2 separate regions of the Zea mays genome follow, and region 1 is linked to region 2. Evidence: chromatin contacts called from public Hi-C data. All regions are on one chromosome and are shown on one strand. The core of a region is the stretch at or near the end of the contact, and the rest is flanking DNA. Distances in the headings are between cores, read along the strand shown.

What was found. A called contact is a pair of places that touch in the nucleus more often than the background predicts.
Region 1: a Hi-C map of bundle sheath shows a contact between it and region 2, with 2.2 times the contacts expected there. The contact joins the promoter of LOC100274000 here to the enhancer-like site in region 2. A contact is called at or near these places in 3 of 25 Hi-C or Micro-C datasets (bundle sheath, ear and leaf).

The regions. Positions count from the first base shown.
Region 1 is chr8:144,134,293-144,138,457 of Zm-B73-REFERENCE-NAM-5.0, reverse strand. LOC100274000 (putative MYB-domain histone H1 family protein) reads right to left here and starts at 2,089. Exons shown (of 6, transcript NM_001148386.1): 1 at 1,622-2,089; 2 at 900-1,129. The coding sequence starts at 1,771.
Region 2 is chr8:143,980,458-143,984,596 of Zm-B73-REFERENCE-NAM-5.0, reverse strand. No RefSeq gene overlaps it. Among protein-coding and RNA genes, the nearest start is that of LOC100191347, 43 kb to the right of the region's middle. Within about 2 kb of position 2,671, at least 19 of the 20 cell types and tissues checked have an H3K27ac peak or open chromatin away from gene starts, as enhancers often do. A contact at or near this core is called in bundle sheath, ear and leaf, where this site is marked.

The sequences.
Region 1 (4,165 bases), core at 840-3,339, 150 kb before region 2:
GTGATAAGAGAGGTCAAACTGAGCACCAAAGGAAATGTATGAATGCCTATAATATGGCAGAGAATAGGCAAGCATTTGATTTTCTACAAGATCACTGTTTATATGCTCCTTTAATGTGCTTGTAAGCTGCAACTGTTAGTGTAAACAAAAATCACGAACCCCAACTCAAAACACAACTGTAAACAAATTCCTACACTAGTTGTCGAGACAGTTCACATACCTTAATATGTTTTCAAAGGAATTTCTGTTAAGGTCAACTTCTGAACTTTAGGGGGTGTTTGGTTTGAGGAATCACTCCATCCAAAATATGGTGGTGCATTATGGGTCTATTCCTAAAATTTGGTGGGATGACCTCATTCCTCATATTAGTACTAACTAAATAACTATAAGGAATGAGGTGATGATGGATCAACTCAATCCATTCCACAAAACAAACAAAAAAGTGAGGAGTGAGAAGATGATGAACTAACTCATTCCTCAAACCAAACAACTTATTAATGTCTAGCCAGGCAGGACTAGAATGCCAAATCGATCTATATTGATGATTTCATTCTAGTCCCACATAAACCACATTCACCAAAAGGGAAGATGGCGAACTGAAAAGGTAGGTTGCTCATAAAGACAATAAGTCGAAACAAATTCCTGCACTAGTTGTTGCCGAGACAGTTCAGAACTTCAGATATGGTTTAAAAGGAATTTCCTTAAGGTCAACTTCTGAACTTTAATGTCTAGCAAGGCAGGACTAGAATCAGAATGTCAAATCAAATTATATCGATGATTTCTATCTAGTCCCACATAAAACACATTTCACCAAAAAGGAAGATGACGAACTGAAAAGGTAGGTTACTCATAAAGACAATAAGTAGTTTTGATAAAATATTTGCACCGAGTCTACTGACCTAGCAACTGACTTATCTGGACTTTCCTCAGTTGGCAAGGACTCGAAAGCCATTGCTAACGGTTCCACATCAATGGCTGTGTCATGAGCATCGTCCATATCCTTCACATCTACATCCATTGGCTCAGCAGTAAGCTTAGGCACCACACGTCTACCTTTCTTCAACGCCATCCTTGCCTTCTCTCTAGACCCATAACCTCCTGCGGTGACACTCAAGTTGCGCCACTTGTCCTGCACAAATAGACCATACCGAAGATTCATTTGTACTCATCGATACAGGCATTCAAAATGAACTTGGAAACTAAAAACATATTATGCCCAACTAAACAAATCATAGTTATGGTGAACAAGATCAACACATGGAAGTGACCTCTCTCTCAAGGAACCATCAATACCTAGCAGGTGAAAAAATCTACATGGAATAAAACAAAGGGGTGTGGAAGCTTTTTGGGCATCATGATGCTACGGCTAGAAGTTTCTGATATACCAGATTACTCTCGAGCCACCTCAAAACTCTATGCAATACCTACTACCGAGTACCGACCACCTAAAATACCGATCTAGAACCAAATAAGGAACACGTCAGGATGTACGGAGCGTGCAAAACCGCGATTTTCTTTCATTCAGTCTAACCGACTAAAAGGACTGGAGATTTCCTCCATACTCCCCTCAGCTGATCGCCAAAAACCCACCGCCCACCCTCCCTGGCGATCCGAGCGTCACCTTGAGGTCAACATTGGAGCGGAGGCGCAGGAGCGCGCTGAAGTCCGAGTCCCGGAGGATGGTGCGCCACTTGCCGGGCCCGTGCTTGGCGACGCCGGCCTTGAGAGCGGCCTCTTCCTCCGGCGTCCAGCGCTGCTTCGGCGCCCCCATCCACAGCAAATCGAGACCAAGGAACCCCACCAGAGGATCCAACCGCCTCAGGCGTGCGTTCGCGCGGCGTGAGAATTTCTTGATCAGGGGAGCACGCAGGGAGGCGGTTCGATTTCGATCGGGTCCGGAATTCCACACGGAATTCCGGTGCAGGATCCGGGGCGGGCGTGCCAGGGGGCGATCGGGGCGGGCGTGCCAGGGGGCGATCGAGGACACGGTAATCCTAAAGAGGGGCGGCGGCGAAGGTTCTAGGGCAGCGCAGTGGCGTGAGATGGAGAGGAACTGAGGAAGCCATTACCCATTAGGCTTGTTTTGTTGTTGGGTGGAGAGGTGGCGGAGGACTGGCGGTTACGAAGGCGAGGGGATTAATTGCCACAGGCCCGGGGGTGGCGTTCGAAGGAAGCCCTCTTTGATTCTTCGTCGTCGTCATCAAACATAAAAATAAATAAAATCAACATAAAAATAAATAAAATCAAAGAGGGTTGCCCTAGAGATGGCAACCAGGCAATGGGATTCTATCCCGATTCTCCATTTTACAGGAAAAAATATTTTCTCACATAGCACATAAATGGGACGGGAAATGGTGAAGCGATGTCTATCTTCTTCCAAACGGGAATTTGTTAAATTTGCACATGACGATATTCCGTATAATAATAAAAATAAATAATTATTTTGTTAGATTACTTATTGTATAAATGTGTTCATATTGATGTACATATAACAATGCGCATAAATGACAATGTTTTGCATTAATAATAAAGGATGTACGTCCTAATTGTAGTTTAAGTAGGGACGAGATCCTCGTCGGCGATTTATCCCTGCAGGGGAAGAAATGTACCCCGCAAGCATTCGTGGGGATCCCCGTGGAAAAAAATTCAACACCAGGACAGGTATGGAAGTTATTCCCCAACGAGGAATTCCATGTTGCCATCCCTAGGTTGGCCGCTGAGTGTGGTTGTGCCGCCATAGACTATCCACGGGTGACCCCTCCCCTACGATAGCCGCAACTGTACACCTTAAACATCGCAGCGCTCTGTCGGGGATATGATCCCCAGATCCTGGGGCCCATCGGCCAGCGAGCACACTGGGAAAGGGCCTCTGGCAACAGGGGCCCACTGGTCAGTCGAAAGAGACAAATAACGTCTACTCTGGAAGAATCCGCCCCCAAACGAACCTTGTGGCATCGAGCCCGAGGTCGGGTTTGGCGGAACCGGACAGGGGGGCGGTCGCGTCGAAGGGAAACCACTCGAGTGGATCCTGCGCCTGGCCCTAGACCAACCCATCATAAATGATCGGTCACATTAACTACAAGCCCCTCGGACCCTACCTACCACTCATGGCCTACAAACCCTCGGGGTGCAGAGCACTCATGATCTACAAGCCCTCGGACTGTGGTGCATTTATGGCCCGCACGTCCCTGGACGACGGTGCACTAATGACCTATCGGGACTAGGCCTAAGTGCGCAGGCCGCTGGCAGGGCGCAACACGATGAGCCGCGCCGAGCCCCAGGCTACGAAGGTCGAGGGTCGGCATAGCCCAAATGATAGCGCTCAGGCCCATGCCACCAGCGACGTTCGTAATAAAGAATACAGGATAGCCAAGCGATTGCAAGCATGTGTGGCTTTACCCCATGGTAAGAACCCTGGTTTTACCATCACCCGGTGGATCCTTCCAAAGGAATCCACCACGGGCCGACCCCCCGCTCCTTAGCTTATAAAGGGAGGAGGTCGGCCCCCAAGCGCAAAGGGGGACCCTGTTCTAGAGGAGCGCATGGAGGACACCCTTCTAGAGAGAGCACTTGAGGGTTCTTTCTCTCGGGTGGACGATGCAAGGACGGACCCTAGAGAAGACGACGCCCAGAAGACCGACGAATTAGAGGAGGACCTGGAGATCGAAGCCCTGCTGCCAAGCCAAGACCTAGCTAGGACTCCACCTTGTAACCACCTCCACCCCGAACAAGAGACTTGGGAGCCTCTCCTCCCTCTCTCGCCTTGCTTGTAACCCATACTACGAGCTTTGATCATCAATGGTGTCGATAGCGCAAGCCGCCGATGACTATATGTAGGGAGGTGCTGCCCAAACTAGTATAAATCTTGTGCACACCTCGCAAACCGTCCAGAGCATGGAATGCGCACAATAAATTTACTTTTCGGAGCGAGGTTTGAAAGACCGACAGTTGGCACGCCAGGTAGGGGACTTGCGCTTTCCGTGCCAAAGCTCTTCAAGCTCTGGATGGCCAGGCGTGACACCAATCGCATCCCCGAAGCCGTGATTCATTTCGAGAGCCTCCACCGCCGAGGAACCTTGGCGCGACCATGAGGGCCAGTGGCGGTCCCCGCGTTGACTACACCCTAGAGTGGCATCCGCTTCGGGAAGCTCGATTTCATCATCAA
Region 2 (4,139 bases), core at 1,422-3,921:
CAGAGGCTCCATATCTGGGACGGAACGTAGGGGAGAACCCGTAGGGGGAGAGCATACGGAGGAGGGACACCGTCCACATGAAGAGTGGGCATATGGACAGGATGAAAGGAGGGGCTACTAAAATAAGACTAAAGTTTTTAGCCTAAACTAAATGATATAATCAATTTTTAATATGACAAAGTTACAAAATAGAATTTAAACCTTTAAGAAACATGTAGACAAATAAGTTGGTATGGAATCTATAAATATAATACTCAATTTAAACTACTCACGAGTTGTGGTTGCAAGGCAAATTTATATTTCGAGTTCTCACACAGTGGCGGATGCAAAGGGGGGCAAAGTAGGCCATGCCCCCCCCTCAATTTTATACACCCCTTTATGCCTAATGATTATTTAGTATTAAGTGTAGAAAAAAATCGAAGTTTTAGATAGTATATAGTCTTGTTCTAAATCTCTAAAACTAATAGCTAGTTGCTAAAATTACCCAAGAGGTTTAGAATGGATCAACTAATTGTTAGTTATACCCCTCAAATAAGTATTAGTTGTTAGATGCCTCGACCCAGCTAAAATCAGTTAACAATTAGCTCTAAAGGTTTAGAACATGGCCTAAAACAACCATGTTATGAGCCTGCTCGCCGGATCCTCTCGATCGAGTCCTTGCATCTACCAGTCTGACTCTAATCTTCCCGACAGCACCTAAACCAGTCTGCTCGCTGCCTCGTTTCCGCCGCCGACCCATTCCCGATGTGACGCCACCCGACTTCGCCCCTTTCTGACGCCTCCGTCCTTTGTTCTATTTTTATCGTGACGTCCATCCGCTCGACAAGTTATATCTCGCTCGTCGCAACGATATGACTTGTCCCCTGCAGTCGTCGGACTTGGCGAACTAGAAAATCATGGCTCTCATGTGATCTTTTTGGGCCCCCCTAAATTTTCGTCCTGCGTCCGCCACTATTCTCACACCTCTAAAACGCTTCAAAATCTTTTCGCTTTCAATATCTACAAACGTTTCTCGCTCAATATAGCATAGCGTGCTATTATTCATCCACTCGCTACCCATTTTGTTTCTTGTTTCGATCTTGATGATCTTCGTAGCATAGAAAGCCGAGAGACTAGGGCAGTGGCTAACCGTTGCGGTAGTGGCTTAGCGATAGGTGGTCGGTACCTTGTAGTGGGCAACCTGGCTGACTAACCACCGCCGCCCTGAAGCTTGGGCGTGGGCAAAGGCGTATATCGATCGTGGCTATTCTATGGAGGAGATAGATGGTATCCGCCAGACAGAAAAAGATAGGAAGCGGTGGGGCGCCAGACATCGGTTGGCTAGAGTTAGGATGTAGGCAAGGACGAGAAAGGTGATGTGGTATGTGTGTTGGATGTGCAGACGTGGCTCGTTCATGGTGGGTTGCATAGGAGGCATTAGGTTGGTCTTAAGACTTGGTTAGGGATGTTACTAAAACATCCGACTTGTATCACAAACCTAATATTTTAGCATAGATATACATAGAATTTAAAGCTAATTTTTGGCAATGTTATTAAGAATATTATGAAGTATTTAAATAATTTTTATATTATTTTTTATGTATATTATTTTCTCCCTTCAACAAAAAAGGTGAAAAAACATTCGAATCCGTATTCGAATAGACATCCGAATTTTATATTAATTATTTAAAAATATATAGAATGAATTTAATGTTTATTTTTTTGAAGATTAATAGCCTCAATGCTAAAAACAAGAATATAAATTTACATAGCAAATTTTATATGTTGTTTGTTAATAATCAAAGAAAGAAGACCAAAAATTTGACATCCGAATAAATATCCGGATCCATCCCTAGACTTGGTCATGTAATTTTGAGTCAACGCTTTAGACTGCAGGTCTGTCAGCCTGAAATAACTTCATAAATCTATTATTATGATATCTTCATTGTGAGAGCATAGATCTGTTTTAGACGGAGGCAATATACAGTGCCCGTGAGCTTGGTTGGTTGCGGTGGCGAGAGCGAGACTGTGCAGATGCAACGGGTCGGTTGTGGGATCAGCTAGTTGACCCTCCGACGCCCGTGGCCGCAGCCTCCGCGCAACAGATCGACAGAGAATCCTCGGGCCGCCGGCAGCGTCTAGCTCACGTCCGGGCGCCCTCCGGGCCGACACGTGCGCCCCGAGCGACGTCGTCACGCAAGCCCACCGGCCACTCGGGGCAGGACGTCGTGGTGGTGGTGGGTGGTGTGCCTTCCCGACCCGACGGCGTTGGGTCGGGGAGTCGGGCCATACCGGCACACGGCATGCATGTATGTATGTCGCTTCGTCACTGCCCCCGTCGTCATGGTCATGATGCCACGACGGCGACATGCAGCGCGCGCGACGGTGGTGTGGAAGCTGTAGCTCCTCTGCTTGCTAGCTCGACGTGAACAGTAGCCGCTCTTGCGCTACTTACGACAGCCTAGTAGCCTACAGTACTGAGGTTTGGTTAACCGGGTGGCCGGTGGATGGAGGGAAAAGAGAAAATGGCGACAAGGACGTGTGGGACGACTGGGATCGTCGCGGCGGCCCCCACGCAACCGCAACGCAAAAAAAGGGTTTCCTATGTGGCACGCAGCAGGTCGTGTGCCGTGCCTGTCGACACTGTGGCTGTGGTACCCTCTATCCACCTCGACAGCGACACGTGCAGCTCCGTTTCCCATCTGCAGTTGCCGCGCCACCACCCACACTTTCGTCAGCACGTTCGGGCGTTCCAGGCATGGCATGTGCCGGTGACGCCAACAGCGACGTACATCGTCACGCGTAGTACACTAGTACATTAGTGGGATTGCCCAACGACGGAGGTGGCAGGTTCCTCTATGTTGAACATTGCGTACTCGCAAAGTATTTACGATTCGCACTCCCACGATTAGATTAATTCGAGAGTGATTATCTTTTATCTCTGTGTGGTTGTCTATCTAATCGTGTGTAATTTGTTAGCTATCATATATATATATATATATAGTACAGCCGATTGAGAACCTTCGAACACGTTCCAATCGAAACAATTACTTTCTTTATCATTCCTACCGTAGGAGTAGATGTAGCATAATTCTGGTTATAGCTTATCGCATATCTACCTTCATCCCTATTCGACTCTTCGTCGTCTAAATCTATCTTGGCTGACCTGTCGACCCTAAAACGACCCAAGGATCTTATCCCTTCCAGAGGCAATATCCACTCCACTCAACATCTCTTCCTCGACTTGATTTCTTAATTCAAGATCTAATCCTCGGAGTGAAATCGAGTGTCCTAGGTGACTCTACATCATCTGGGGACGCCCCTGGTGACCTGCGGACCTGGAGCACCCTAAGATCTTCCCCATAGGGGGGCGAGATCTATGTTCCTGCGAGGAGGAAGACAACCCTGTGCCATCGTGGACCGTCCGGCCCAGAGCGCGGACCGTCCAGTGCGACGAAGGGAAGGAGCCGCTTCTGCGTCCAGGCCACGGACCGTCCGCTCCGCCGCAGAGGGCACCACAAGATCGGCGCCAACACACTTTTTGGCGACTACGCTGGAGAACCATTTCCCTAAAAGATTTTATGTTGCACCCCACTGTAAGTAACACCATGACATCCGACGTTTTTCAATCTCCTAAAAATTCTTTATGTGACAATGGGATTAAAAGTGTAGATGAATATATAAAGGAATTGAGGCGTAAGTTAGAAAAAAATGCTTACGTCTAATTCTTTGTCACGAAAAATGGACACCGAAACAACTGTGCCAAACACATCGACAACAAATGGGTTTTCTCAGTACCAGTCATATTATGTTATGTCGATGAACTCATATTTGGGGCAACTGTTGTTGTCATCTTCGCTATGCGGTGGATCGGCTCTGAAAACGACCGAACAGTCCGAGCACGATCTTGGACCGTCCGACCCTCCATCGGACCATCCAGCACCTTACGTCGGATAGTCCAGAGTCACGCAGAGCGCCAGAGCCCACCAAAAGGCTCGCACGGCCTGACCGGACAATCCGATATAGTATCGGACCGTTCGATCCCTACGCAGACCGTCCAACTGCATAGGTCGGATCGTCCGAAGCACCGGAAGACACCTGTGATTGGCCTACTGCAGAAGGCTGACATAAAGATAGCCGGCCACCTAAGCCCCAGGAGC